Linked DNA regions of Sus scrofa: region 1 is linked to region 2. A link is a contact called in public Hi-C data. All regions are on one chromosome and are shown on one strand. The core of a region is the stretch at or near the end of the contact, and the rest is flanking DNA. Distances in the headings are between cores, read along the strand shown. Region 1 holds the start of LOC110255970 (tripartite motif-containing protein 47-like). Region 2 holds the start of MIF4GD (MIF4G domain-containing protein).

The links. Hi-C and Micro-C count contacts between places; a contact is called where the count stands out from the background.
Region 1: a Hi-C map of fetal skeletal muscle shows a contact between it and region 2, with 1.7 times the contacts expected there. The contact joins the promoter of LOC110255970 here to the promoter of MIF4GD in region 2. A contact is called at or near these places in 1 of 5 promoter capture datasets (liver) and 1 of 47 Hi-C or Micro-C datasets (fetal skeletal muscle).

Annotation. Positions count from the first base shown.
Region 1 is chr12:6,224,279-6,230,139 of Sscrofa11.1, reverse strand. LOC110255970 (tripartite motif-containing protein 47-like) reads left to right here and starts at 3,748. Exons shown (of 4, transcript XM_021066665.1): 1 at 3,748-3,853; 2 at 5,283-5,364. The coding sequence starts at 3,829. KCTD2 (BTB/POZ domain-containing protein KCTD2) reads left to right here. Exons shown (of 6, transcript XM_021066666.1): 6 at 994-3,760. The coding sequence ends at 1,023.
Region 2 is chr12:6,043,139-6,048,766 of Sscrofa11.1, reverse strand. MIF4GD (MIF4G domain-containing protein) reads right to left here and starts at 1,472. Exons shown (of 6, transcript XM_005668610.3): 1 at 1,289-1,472; 2 at 1-87. The coding sequence starts at 43. SLC25A19 (solute carrier family 25 member 19) reads right to left here. Exons shown (of 8, transcript NM_001164514.1): 8 at 3,332-3,969. The coding sequence ends at 3,787.

The DNA.
Region 1 (5,861 bases), core at 2,499-4,998, 180 kb before region 2:
GCCTCTGCGCAGGCCTGGCCTGACCTGTTCCTCACTGATGTTTCGCGTTCCTTCTCAAGCCAGCTTTGCATTTCCCCCTCATTTTGGCCTTTTGATTGTTGTAATTGTTGGAGCGGCAACAGAGGTGTTTAGTTAAGACACATGAAGCAAAAGGGGGTAGTCTTTTTCCCAGCCCCTGTCCAATCCATGGCAAAAGCTCATGGCCACTCATCACGAGAAGGTGAGGGTGCCGAAACTCAAAATTGGAAAGTATTTTGCCTTTATATTTGGAAACTGTTCTCTCTCTCTTTCTCTCTCTCTTTTTTTTTTTTTTCTTGCCTTTTCTAGGGCTGCTCCCGTGGCATATGGAGGTTCCCAGGCTAGGGGTCAAATCGGAGCTGTAGCCGCCAGCCTAAGCCAGAGCCACAGCAACTCGGGATCTGAGCCACGTCTGTGACCTACACCACAGCTCATGGCAAGCGGGATCCCCAACTCACTGAGCAAGGCCAGGGATCGAACCCACAACCTCATGGTTCCTAGTCGGATTCGTTAACCGCTGAGCCACGATGGGAACTTCCTCTTTTTTTTTCCTATCTCAAGAGAAAAAATGTTTGGTTACTTCTGTGAGTCCCTGCCCCCTTCCGTTAACTACTGGAAGACTGTTGTACGGTGTTATCTTTTTTCTCCACCGAGCCCCCTCACACACACACACCCGCACATGCTTCTAAATCATCAGCATGTGATGAGCCTGAACCATGACCTTTGGTGTGGAAGAAGTGGTCCAAACAGCACGCAAACCTTAAGCCCGGCCGTGTTCAGCAAGCCTTTGACAATGGCAGTGCTTCAGGGGAGGTGGCCTTGCCTGCTGGGGAACTGTCTTGCTTCCTGACGGTTGTCATGCTGCTCAGCGGGGCCCTGTGGAAGCCGCGCCAGGGCCCTTCCTTTCCCTCAGCCCTAAAGCAGCTGCATCCAGAGTCCAAGCCTCAGCCCTTCTTCCCCGCCTTCCCCTTCCAGATTCTTCAGGAGAGAGGATCTCGGATGTAAATTCCAGAACCTTCGACAACAAGAGAGCCACTGGCCGAGCACACCTGTAAAGTTCAGTCTTGCTCCTGTACAGTGACCGAGCTACCGCAGAGCAGAGCCGAGCCCGGCCCCGCCCCCAGTGGAGAAGCGTTCTGGTCAAAACCAAAGGAACCCCCCCGGCCCCCACCCGCAGGAACCCGAAGACAGATGCAGCTTCCAGCCGCAGAATACCTTTTCAGAAACCTGCTTTTGTTTTTGTAGCCAGTGTTATAACAAATCTTTACCACGCAGCCAGGCCAGGTTCCCAGTCGGAGCCCATGCAGGGATTGGGGAGGGGAAGGCCCAGGTCCTCGCACACGCTGTAGGCAGAAGCCGGAGCAAACAGAAGAGGGTCATCCCTGAGCTGTGCCGTGTTCTCGCCCGAGCGTGCCACGTCGGATGGTGACAGCCACCTGGTAACACTCTTTCCCTCCTAAGTGCCCCGAAGCAACGCAGCAGATGCAGAGGATTCTCGCTTCAGGTTGTTGAGTTGCGGTTTGATGGAGCTGCCCTGGTCCCCCGCGTTGCTGTGAACAGAGCTGCTTTGAACAGGCGAGGAGGGGGCCCTTGGTTGTGGTTGGAGCCCGGGGGTCGCAGCCCAGGATTCTGAGCACCCAGCTGCTACCGTGTTCGGCTTTTCCTCATTTGTCTGGGCAGCCTGGACCCCCCAGGTAGCTGGCTTTCTCTGCAGGGAGAGGTTTGAGGCGGGCGGCCTCCTGCACCGAGTCGGGCAGGCAGGTGGGAGCTTAGGTAGCTTGTGTAACTGCTTCTGCAACCTTTTCTTGCCCTCCATTGGCCCATCTTCCTTCCCTGACTTTCTAAACTGGGACTTTGGACCGGCCCTCCAATGGCTTAGGGTGAGGGCGGCTGTTTCTTTGAACGTTGCCACACATGTCGTGTTGTAGTACCCATGGTGTCGTCATTCTGTGACTCGCGGAAATGCCTTGACCAAAAGTGCGATATTCGTTTGTGTCCCTTGGTTTCTGACCATGGCAGACCTGCCTCACGCCGTCCCCCATGGTGGCTGTGCACTTGCTGGGAGCCCTGAGGCCTCCCTCACCCCAGCCCTCCCGTCAGTTCTTCCCGTGGGGGGCCCCGGGGGCGAGGATCCAGCGCCCTTTGACCCGGAGTAGCAGAGCCCTCCTTTGGGCTCTGACCTCAGAGCTTGGAACTGGACTTGCTCTCTGCACGCTTGCGTCTTAGGGAGCAGTCAGGGAGCGCAAAGGGCCAGAGACCCCTCACTTTTCCCCAGGTGACTTTCGCAGTGTGGCAGGTGGTCCGCAGAAGCGGGAGGTGCCCATGAGGAAAGCTCCATCCACAGAAGCCCCCTTCGGCCCGTGGCTCCGGGGCCCCTTCAGAGCTGAGGTTCTCTCTGCTCCACAGCTTGACTGCTTACTGCGTGGCTCTGGGGTGGTGGCTTTTTGAAAGTGACTGTCGACTGTGCCAAATGTCTTTTGAGCCTATACCATCCTCCTGCCCAGATGGCATAACTTCTCCGGGATTCTCACGTTGCCCTCACCTCCCGTGAAGAGTAGGGTAGAAGAGTGTGCCCAGGGTGTGTGCTGACGACACGCCGTGTCTACACACCAGCCTGAACGTGCTTGTGGGCACCTCAGCAGTCCGGCCCTTGCCCAGGATGTTTACAGCTATAAGATGTTAGAGGAACTTGACCTGCGTCCCATCAGAAAGATTGCAGGCCTCCATCCTGTCATCTTTCAAGAAGAAAAAAGATTTGAGTGTGTCAAGGAAAAGCTGCTCTGACCGAGGAGGACAGAGGATGAGAAGCCAGATGTCCTTTGGCCACTTTGAATAAGTAACACCCGCCTGCGAAGAAGGGAAGCCATGTCACCTGGGGCCTCGGGCCCCATCAGGTTTGCTTTCCTGGGACTTGTTGATAATCAGCCTCTGGTCCCAAGCCAGCGAGGAGCGCAGAGGGCTGCGGGGCAGCTGTGATCCAGGCTACATGATGCGTAGTTACTTTCCTCGAGCTTCTCAGGCCCACGGTGGATCCTGGGCAAAGACTGCTGAGCCCCTTGCTAATAAGCGTGCTGAGAAACTAGATGCTGGCTTTGACCAAGCTCCCTCCTCCCGGCCTCCTTCAGCGCCCCAGGGAATTGGAAGGTGATTCTTTTCTTAAGGTTTCTGGAAAAGTATCTTATCCACGCCCTTGATGAGCCAAGTTGGTGTCTCTTCTTGAAAGCCTTCTCCCTCCAGGAGAGGCCGGCCGATACCTCCACGGAGAGGTCTGACCGGCAGCTTGGGGGTGTCATGTGACCAGGGACCCACACTCTCCGGTCGCCCAGTCCTGCCACAAGGGGAGTGTCACTGCTCCTCCTCCTCTGCCCAGGTCGGAGGCCAGGCCCAGGGAGCAGCCTGGCACCTCCTGAGTGATGACACAGTAGCACGCTTCCGTCTTTTCCTCAGAACCTGCTCTTCTTTGCTGGCAGTGAGGCAGGGTCCAGCCTCCTCTAGGGCGACTTTGTTTCTGCAGTTTCAGCTGATCTCAGGGGCGTCGGGGAGTGTAGAGGAGGAAGGGGCAGCGCTGCTGAGCAGTAGCCTCACCCACACCCTCCAGCATGGCCTTTGATCCCGACCTTTGGGACCATGCCTGTCACTTGTGGGTGCCCTTTGTTACCATGTGTGTGTTTGAATAAAGTCTAAAATGCTGTGACCCTTTTTCTTTCCTCCTGTCAATAAAGACATAAAACAAACTTCTGCATCTTGAAACCTTTGGTGTATGTTTTCCACGACTGCAGTCTCCTTGGTGTCTCCTGGCCCTTACTGTCGATGATTCTCAAGCTGTTCTCAGCAGGTGAGTGTCACTGCACCCCTTCCAGCAGGGCGTCTTACACAGTCCTCCTCTCTCCTGCTGCTAACACTGCCTGAGGGGGTGCGGGGCCCTCTTCCTCCTGGCTTTCACTTCACCGAATCTGAAAGGACCCAGAGAGTGCCGAGAACCAGAAGGTGGGGACAGATGGGCCTCCCACTGCAGAGCCCAGAGCCCGAAAGGGATGGGAGGAGTTTGAGATGGTTTTTAAGGGAAAAAAGTCTTCTGGGAGGAAATGTTCTCTGCAAGGAAGAGGATGAGTAGGAAATGTGATGATCAAGTAACCAATGACTTCGGTATGGATCACTGAGGCACCAGACAGGTATAGGACCCACAGAAGGCGTTAGGTCATCCCTGCTGCAGGTGCTTCCAGCTGGGGAGCTGGCTGTACCCCCAAAGGTGGCGAGCAAGGTATGTGGCTCCAAAGGGAGAGCACAGCACTTGTGAACAGGCAGTGTAGAAAGGAGCGGGCCCAGGGGACACAAGTGTCACAGATGTGGTCCTAGGACATAGTTCTTGCTACCAAGACTGGGGAGCAAAGGGAAGAGGTTGGCGTCACTAAAGGTGGAGGGGTTCCCTTCATGGCTCAGCAGAAACGATTCTGACTAGTTTCCATGAGGACACGGGTTCGATCCCTGGCCTTGCTCAGTGGATTAAGGATGCAGTGTTACCATGAGCTGTGGTGTGGGTTGCAGATGCGGCTGAGATCCCATGTCACTGTGGCTGTGGCGTAGGCCGATGGCTACAGCTCCATTTAGACTCCTAGCCTGGGAACCATCATATGCTGTGGGCTCGGCCCTAAAAAGACAAAAAAAAAAAAAAAAAAAAAAGGTGGAAGCTCAGAGGAGGGTCCCTGTGCAGAGAGGCTGCCGTCTCAGGGTGCAGTGAGGCTGGTTCTGGAAGTGTGGAAAGCTGCAAATGAACCACACCGCTGGAACCAGCTACTGCTGCCAGCTATACTGCTGAGGTTTCTCTGATCACAGGAAGGGGCAGGTCTCCTTTTTCCCTCTGGCCTTGCGGTTTCCCTCTCGTGTTCCCTACAACAGCTTCCAAGCCCCAGCAGCACGGGGCAGTCTGGCTGGGGTGGGGCTGAGAGGTTATAGCAATAACCAGCTCCGCCACCTCCATGGCTGCTCAGCATCCATAAATACGCTTCTGTATAGGAACTTCATACAATGACGAGAAGAATTTCGTCTCCATGTAGCAAGATGCAACTACTCTACACAAAGATGTTCTTACCCTCGTTCCAGCATAAGACACTGGGCAGACAGTCATTGTCCCAGGTCTGAGAGACGGTCACACCTGTTTCTCAGCCATGCTAGTTACTCTTCAGCTTGGCGTGGTGGGGGGACATCCAGTTCGTGATGGGCAGCTCAGGCCACATGGTCACGGTCGCTTGGTTCCCCTCCAATAGGGAGCAGGCATGTTTCTCAAAAGGAGAAGAGTTACCTGGAAAAGGAGTCCTGGATCTATTCCAAAGCCCTGCAGTCTACATGGTAAGTCTCCCACTGGGGCTTGCTGGAGGCTCCAGTCGGCATCATTTGCAGGAGAGCATTTGAGTGTCTCTGAGTTTGCTCTGTCATAAAGCCCAGGGGGCAGCCCAGAGCTAAAGTTTTAATAAGAATCATATCACACAGAAGGATTTTTCCATTGGTTAATTTGCCCTTGACTGAACTTTTACTCTCTTAAGCCAGTTTAATTCCTTGGTCGGTTTTCTATCCAATGCAATTAAATTGTTAGCCAAGTTTTCCATTTTTTAACTTAAAAACATTTTCATTAAGGAGTTTCCATTGTGGCTCAGCAGAAACAAACCTGATTAGCATCCATGAGGATGTGTGTTCCATCCCTGGCCTCATCAGTGGGTTAAGGATCTAGCGTTGCCACAAGCTGTGGTGTAGGTCGCAGATGGGGCTTGGATCCCGCGTTGCTGTGGCTGTGGTGTAGGCCGGCAGCTATAGCTCTGATTCAACCCCTCACCTGGGAACTTCCGTAT
Region 2 (5,628 bases), core at 223-2,722:
ACTGGATTCTGTACTCCTCTCTACCAGGCTCCCCCATGACCATCCAGCCTCAGGTGCTCTTTACTGGGGTGGGATGAGTGACAGCACCTGGGGAGGAGCAGCGAAGGGAGAGGCCTTGGGTGTGGAGCGTGGCGCCAGGGTTCCCAGCCCTATGTGCCCTGGGCAGAACTGGCCAGTGCTTGGGACAGGTGCTCCTGGGCAGTCTTTGGCATTCAGGGCTTGGTTAGGTGCCCACAAAGCTTGGCTTCTGGTGGTGAGGCTGGCCAGGCACCTGCTGCTCAGTTAAAGAAGCCCTGCAGCTTCTGGGATTACACAAGAGGAAAGAGACCTCTACTCTCCAGCCCCAGCAGGAGGCAGGATTATTCTCAGCTGACACCAAGGCTGGGGTGAGGTGGGGTGTGATGGGCTGGGGGGATGAAGAGGTCGATAATTGGACACTTTTCCTGCCTATATACGCCGGTCTGGAAGCTGCTGGTCCAGCATGATTCTCAGCGAGTGAGATGGCTACAGGCTCCACGCTGTGGACAGCTCTGTCCCTGCAAAGTTCCAAGCCCCTCTCCCCAACTCAACCTTAGTCAAAGTCCTCGGTCCAGAGAGCCCACCCCTCCAACCCACGGGATAAGGCTGGCCAGAGGGCTGGGCGCAGAAGCGTCTCTGCCGCCCTGACGCCCCCTTTCCTGGCCAGCTTCTCCCCAGGATGGACTGGTTAAACTGGCCTCCTGAGTGGTAGAGACTCAGCCTGGCCCACCCAGGATTCCCAGTTCCTCAGTTCCATTCTAGATCCTTTCTCTTAAGGAGGGGAGCGGGATTACGTATCTTCCAGGAGTGGTCCCCCCTTTCCGGACTCGGAGATAGCCTTAGGGTTCTCCAGACCTGGGCAGCTTCCCTAAGCTCGGAACGCCCTTCCCGGCGGCTCAGCGCAGCCCACCGTCCGGTGTCCCGTGGGGTGGAGAGATGGTGGGAGCGCCAGGACCCACCTGCCACGCCGGCGCCGCGCCCGCGTGCCCAGAGGCCGTCCGGCTGGCATGGTGCGCGCGGCCCGCGCCCGCGGCGCTGCTGGCGAGGCCGGCCGCGCCTTGCTGCCGCTTAGGTCACTTCCTAGTGCAGGGGGCGGGGCGGGGCCCAGGGCAGGGGGGCGGGGCCTGGCCCGGCCGCCTCGCCGACGCCACCTGCCGGAGCCCCGACGACGCTGCCCCCGCCGCGCCACCGGGCACGCCCGGAAGTTCGGAGCTTGGAGCCAGGCAGGACGCCGGTGACCCTGCTCCCACCGCCGCTATCCTCTCCTCACCTGGTTCTCCCACGGCCTGTCCGGGACCACAACGGCTGCTCGGCGTTGGGCCCGATGTGCTCCGCGGCCGGCATGAAGCCCTCGGTCTTGAGCGCTGGCACCCCCCCCTTCGCCCCGCCCCCACACCAGGGCTCAGGTTAAAACGGGGTCAGGAGACTCGCCTGGCCGCGCGGTGTGGGAGGAGCCTGCGGGGGGCGTGGCCTTCAGCCCGGGGGGTGGGAGGGCCGAGAGGATGGCTGGAGGGGCAGGACTTCGCAGGTGGTGGCACTTTTACCCCCACCCCACCTCTCAAGGTGAGAGCGGGAAGGTGGTAAGGGCCGGATCGAGTCCCATTAAGCCCCTCTCCTACTCCAAATACACACGCTATTTAATGGTAAAACTAGTTGAAAATCAATGGGCTAACCCAAGAGAAAGGGTCCCAGGTGCCAGCTTGCAGAGGGGAGGTGTTAGGAGTGACCCTGAGGTTGCGCAAGCCCCCTGGCTCAGTCTGTCTTGGTTGGGGCTGGGGGGAGGCACGGGGCGCAGCAGTCCAGACAGGGCCACCCCTGAGGTCAGCCCTGGGTTGCAGGAGGGCACACAGAAGAGGCTGGCAAAGAACTGCCTTGTCCCATCGATTAGACAAGAAGTGTCCATGGCGGTTTTCTGTATCCAAAGCTCTCTCCTGTCAAGCTGGTCAGCAGAAAATGAACAAGGAAGACAGTCTCAGCAGAATCTCAGAATCAAGTTCACTTCAATGGAATTTCATAAAAAATACATTCAGGCAGCTGCCTCCCTGTAGCCCCAAGCCTTGACTGCCAAACCCCTGTGGGTGTGGGGGCCCCCCAGCCACAGCTGCCAAGAGCAGGACAGCTTCAGGATTCTGGGTCCCAGACACATCACAAAACCCCAGACCAGAGATGAAGCAGTAACGGCGTGCAGGAGCCCAGGATCCAGAGGGACTGAGAGCCGTGACAGCCCCCAAGACCACATGCTAGGAAGAAGGCTGGAGCTAGAGCCGAGGTGAGGCCAGCGTGGGGCTCCCTCTGCAGGGCCAACCCCTCAGGCCGAGCTCCCCTGGGGGCCTGGGCGTGAGGAGACCTGGGGGGGAGGTGGTGGTTATGTTCTGTAGATTTTCTTCACCTCTCAAACCCCTGTGCCCTGAAGACTCCAGGGCACCAGCTGTGCTCGCACCAGGCTGCCTGTTCAACCCCTTCCTTCTGGGATTACAGAGGACGCACACAACGCCTTGCTGGACCCAGGAGGAGCAGCCTGAGCAGGCAGCGGCTGCCCAGTGGCTCAGCTGTAGGCTCCCACCCACCCAGGAGAGCTGACCCAGCCCCCCAGTGAAAGAGGGGTGATCCCCGGTAGACCAGGGAAAAGGGGTGCTGCCTTTACCCACACCCCCTCCCCGTAGCACATCCCCCCAGTCTGCAGGGCTGCTTAGTATCTGCTTTCCCTCAAGGCCCACAGGCTGGGGCCAGGCCTGCCCAGAGAGAGAAGTGAGTGATGATGAGCTTTTTTTTAGGGCCACTCCCACAGCATCCACAGCATATTGAAGTTCCCAGGCTGGGGGTCTAATGGGAGCTGTAGCCGCCAGCCTACACCACAGCCACAGCAACGCCAGATCCTGGCCACATCTGTGACCTACACCACAGCTCATGGCAATGCCAGATCCTTAACCCGCTGAGCGAGGTTAGGGATCGAACCCACATCCTCACGGATACTAGTTGGGTTCTTAACCTGCTGAGCCACAACAGGAAGGCCCAATGATGCCTTCTAGACATGAAGATTTGAGCCTGGCTGGGTTTATAAAAGGAGCAACGCAGCTGGGATTCTTCACCCAGGAGCAAAAGCAAAGCTGCCTGGGGGATGCAAATGCTGAGAAAAATAGAATTCAGGAAAGTAGGAAAAAAAAATAAGAGAAGAAAATAACAAAAAAATGAATAAATAAAAGTAAAATTAGAAAAGGAAAAAAAAATTACAAGTGGCGAGCAGGGCTCCCTTCCCTCCTCCTTTGTGAAGGATGTGATGGATGGGGCGATGGAGAGAAGATACGGAGCCTGCTTCCAGCCTTGATGTCTATTAAGTGAGTCGGTGGGAGAGAGAAGTCAAGTGTGGGGACCAGACCCTGGAAAGGGCTGGATCCCTGCCTCACACGGGGGCTGCGGCTCCGCCCAGAGCCGGGAGAGTTCTCCGGGCAGACGAGGTAAGACATGCAGGAGGGCAGCTGTTGCCCTTAGAGTCTGTGCCAGGTGGCAGCTTCCAGCTTCTGACGGGCAGGGTCAGGTTCCCGCAGACCAAGGAAAATGCTGTCGCGTGGAGAAACGCCTCTGCCCTCCTGGTGGCGTCCGAGCTGGTGGAGTTACGGCTCCTGCCCAGCTCTTCGTGGTCAGGACAGCTGGCCTGGAGCAGGGTCCAGGCAGCACCTGATCGCAGCACAACCCGAGACTGTGGATCGAGTCTTCTCTCAGGAGGGCGTCTCCGGGCAAGGGGCCAGGCCACCCTTCCTGCTGTCCAGGCTAGCTGTCCGCCTTCCTCAGGCGGTGGAAGAGGTTACAGACGAGCTCATACCAGAAGAACACGAAGCCCGTGGAGAGGGCGGCCTTCAGCAGGCTGGGGGACAGGCCTTTGAAGAAGCCCTGGGCGCCCTCCTCTCGCAGCACCTGCCTGGCGCAGTCCAGGAGGCCCTTGTAGCTTCGAACCTGGGGAGAGAAAGCGATGGAGACACGGACACGGACTCGGTTCTCTCGTCAACACAGCCTGGGGCACTCAAGCTCCCGGAAATACTTGCCAGAGGCAGGAATGAACACAAAAAAGACAGAATAAGCCTCATGCTTGCTCTTCCAACTGGGCCAATGCAGCCTTAACCGATGAAGTGGCTGCACATCAGCACTGGACAGAGCTGCTTCCTGCCCAGGAGGCTCCCACGGCCAGGGGCTCTCAAGCACCCAGTGAGAGCTCTGGACCCACCGCCCAGAGGTGCCTCTGACGTGCCCCTGTCCCTCCTGGTCCCCTCGGCAGCAGATCTGAACCTGGCCCTCGTTAGCTCTGAGCCTGACCAGCGCCACCCCTCCAGCCTGGCCACCTCCAGTTGACTGCAAACTGTGACTCGGCGTGTCCCCGAGGCACAGCTCTGCTCAAGCCTTCCTCCCCTCCCGAAGCTTCAGGGACTCCTGATGACGAGGAGGATGACAGGAACGCGATAAAGAATCGAGCCGAAGCCCTGCAGCCTGGAGGCCAGGGCTTCCGTCATCTGGCCTCGGCCTGGGCCCCGGTCGGCCTTCGTCCCCCACCGCTCCTCCCGAGGCACCCACCCCCAGCCACACCTGCTGGCGCGAAATCTCTGTTGAGAGCAGGGCCTCCCCTCTTGGTCCTGGGCTCTCACCCACTCTCCCTGCCCGAATTCAAAGCATCTCTTCAAGACAAGTTGGTAAATGGAAAAAAAGGTGATAAAACCTGGTGTGTAACCCCGTTTCTGTTACAATGTACCTGCGTCTATTTATACAAAGGAAGAAAAACCTCAGCGGATCGGACCTTGGCGGTGTTGGGCTTAGGAAGGCAGGTCAGAGAAAGACAATGACTAACAAAACCGAAGCCACTCAGAGAAAACCAGTGGCTGGGGCAGTGGAAACGAATTCCCCACTAGGAACCAGGAGGTTGTGGGTTCGCTCCCTGGCCTCGCTCAGCGGTTTGAGAATCCGTCGTTGCCGTGAGCTGTGGTATAGGTCGCAGATGTGGCTCAGATCCTGCGTGGCTGTGGCTGTGGCTGTGGTGTAGGCTGGTGGCTACAGCTCCGATTCGAAACTCAACCTCTAGCCTGGCAGGTTCCATATACCGCGGGTGTGGCCCTAAAAAGCAAAAAAAAAAAAAAAAAAGAAAAGAGGAAGGAAGAAAAAAAGAAAAGAAAAAACTACAGCTAAAGGGCTTCTCTGGGGGGGGGGGTGTTGGATTTCATTGTGATTTCTATCTTTTTGTCTCACTTTCAAGTTTTCTACGGAGAAAATGTCTCGCAACTACAAACCCACTTCTTTTTGTCCCCATCAGGAAGACGCGCTGCCTCCTCTCCGAGCTGCCTACTCTGCGGGGTCCTGCCCCTCTGCCATCGCCAGGCACATTTCTTTATGCCTTGCCATTCCGGGGTCCCAGGTTCCAGAGGAAAAAGCCCGGAAATGACCCAGCCTTCCCCCCCACCTCCCGCGTTATCATCTGCTCCTTTGGGAGCCCTTACTGCACGAAAGGAACAGAGGAAAACCCAACTGGTGAAAATACGAGCGGACCGGGAGTGACAACTAACATTACAGGAGTGCCTGCCACAGGGCTTCTCTGAGTGGCAAGAGAAGTAATTTATGTATTTATTTAGG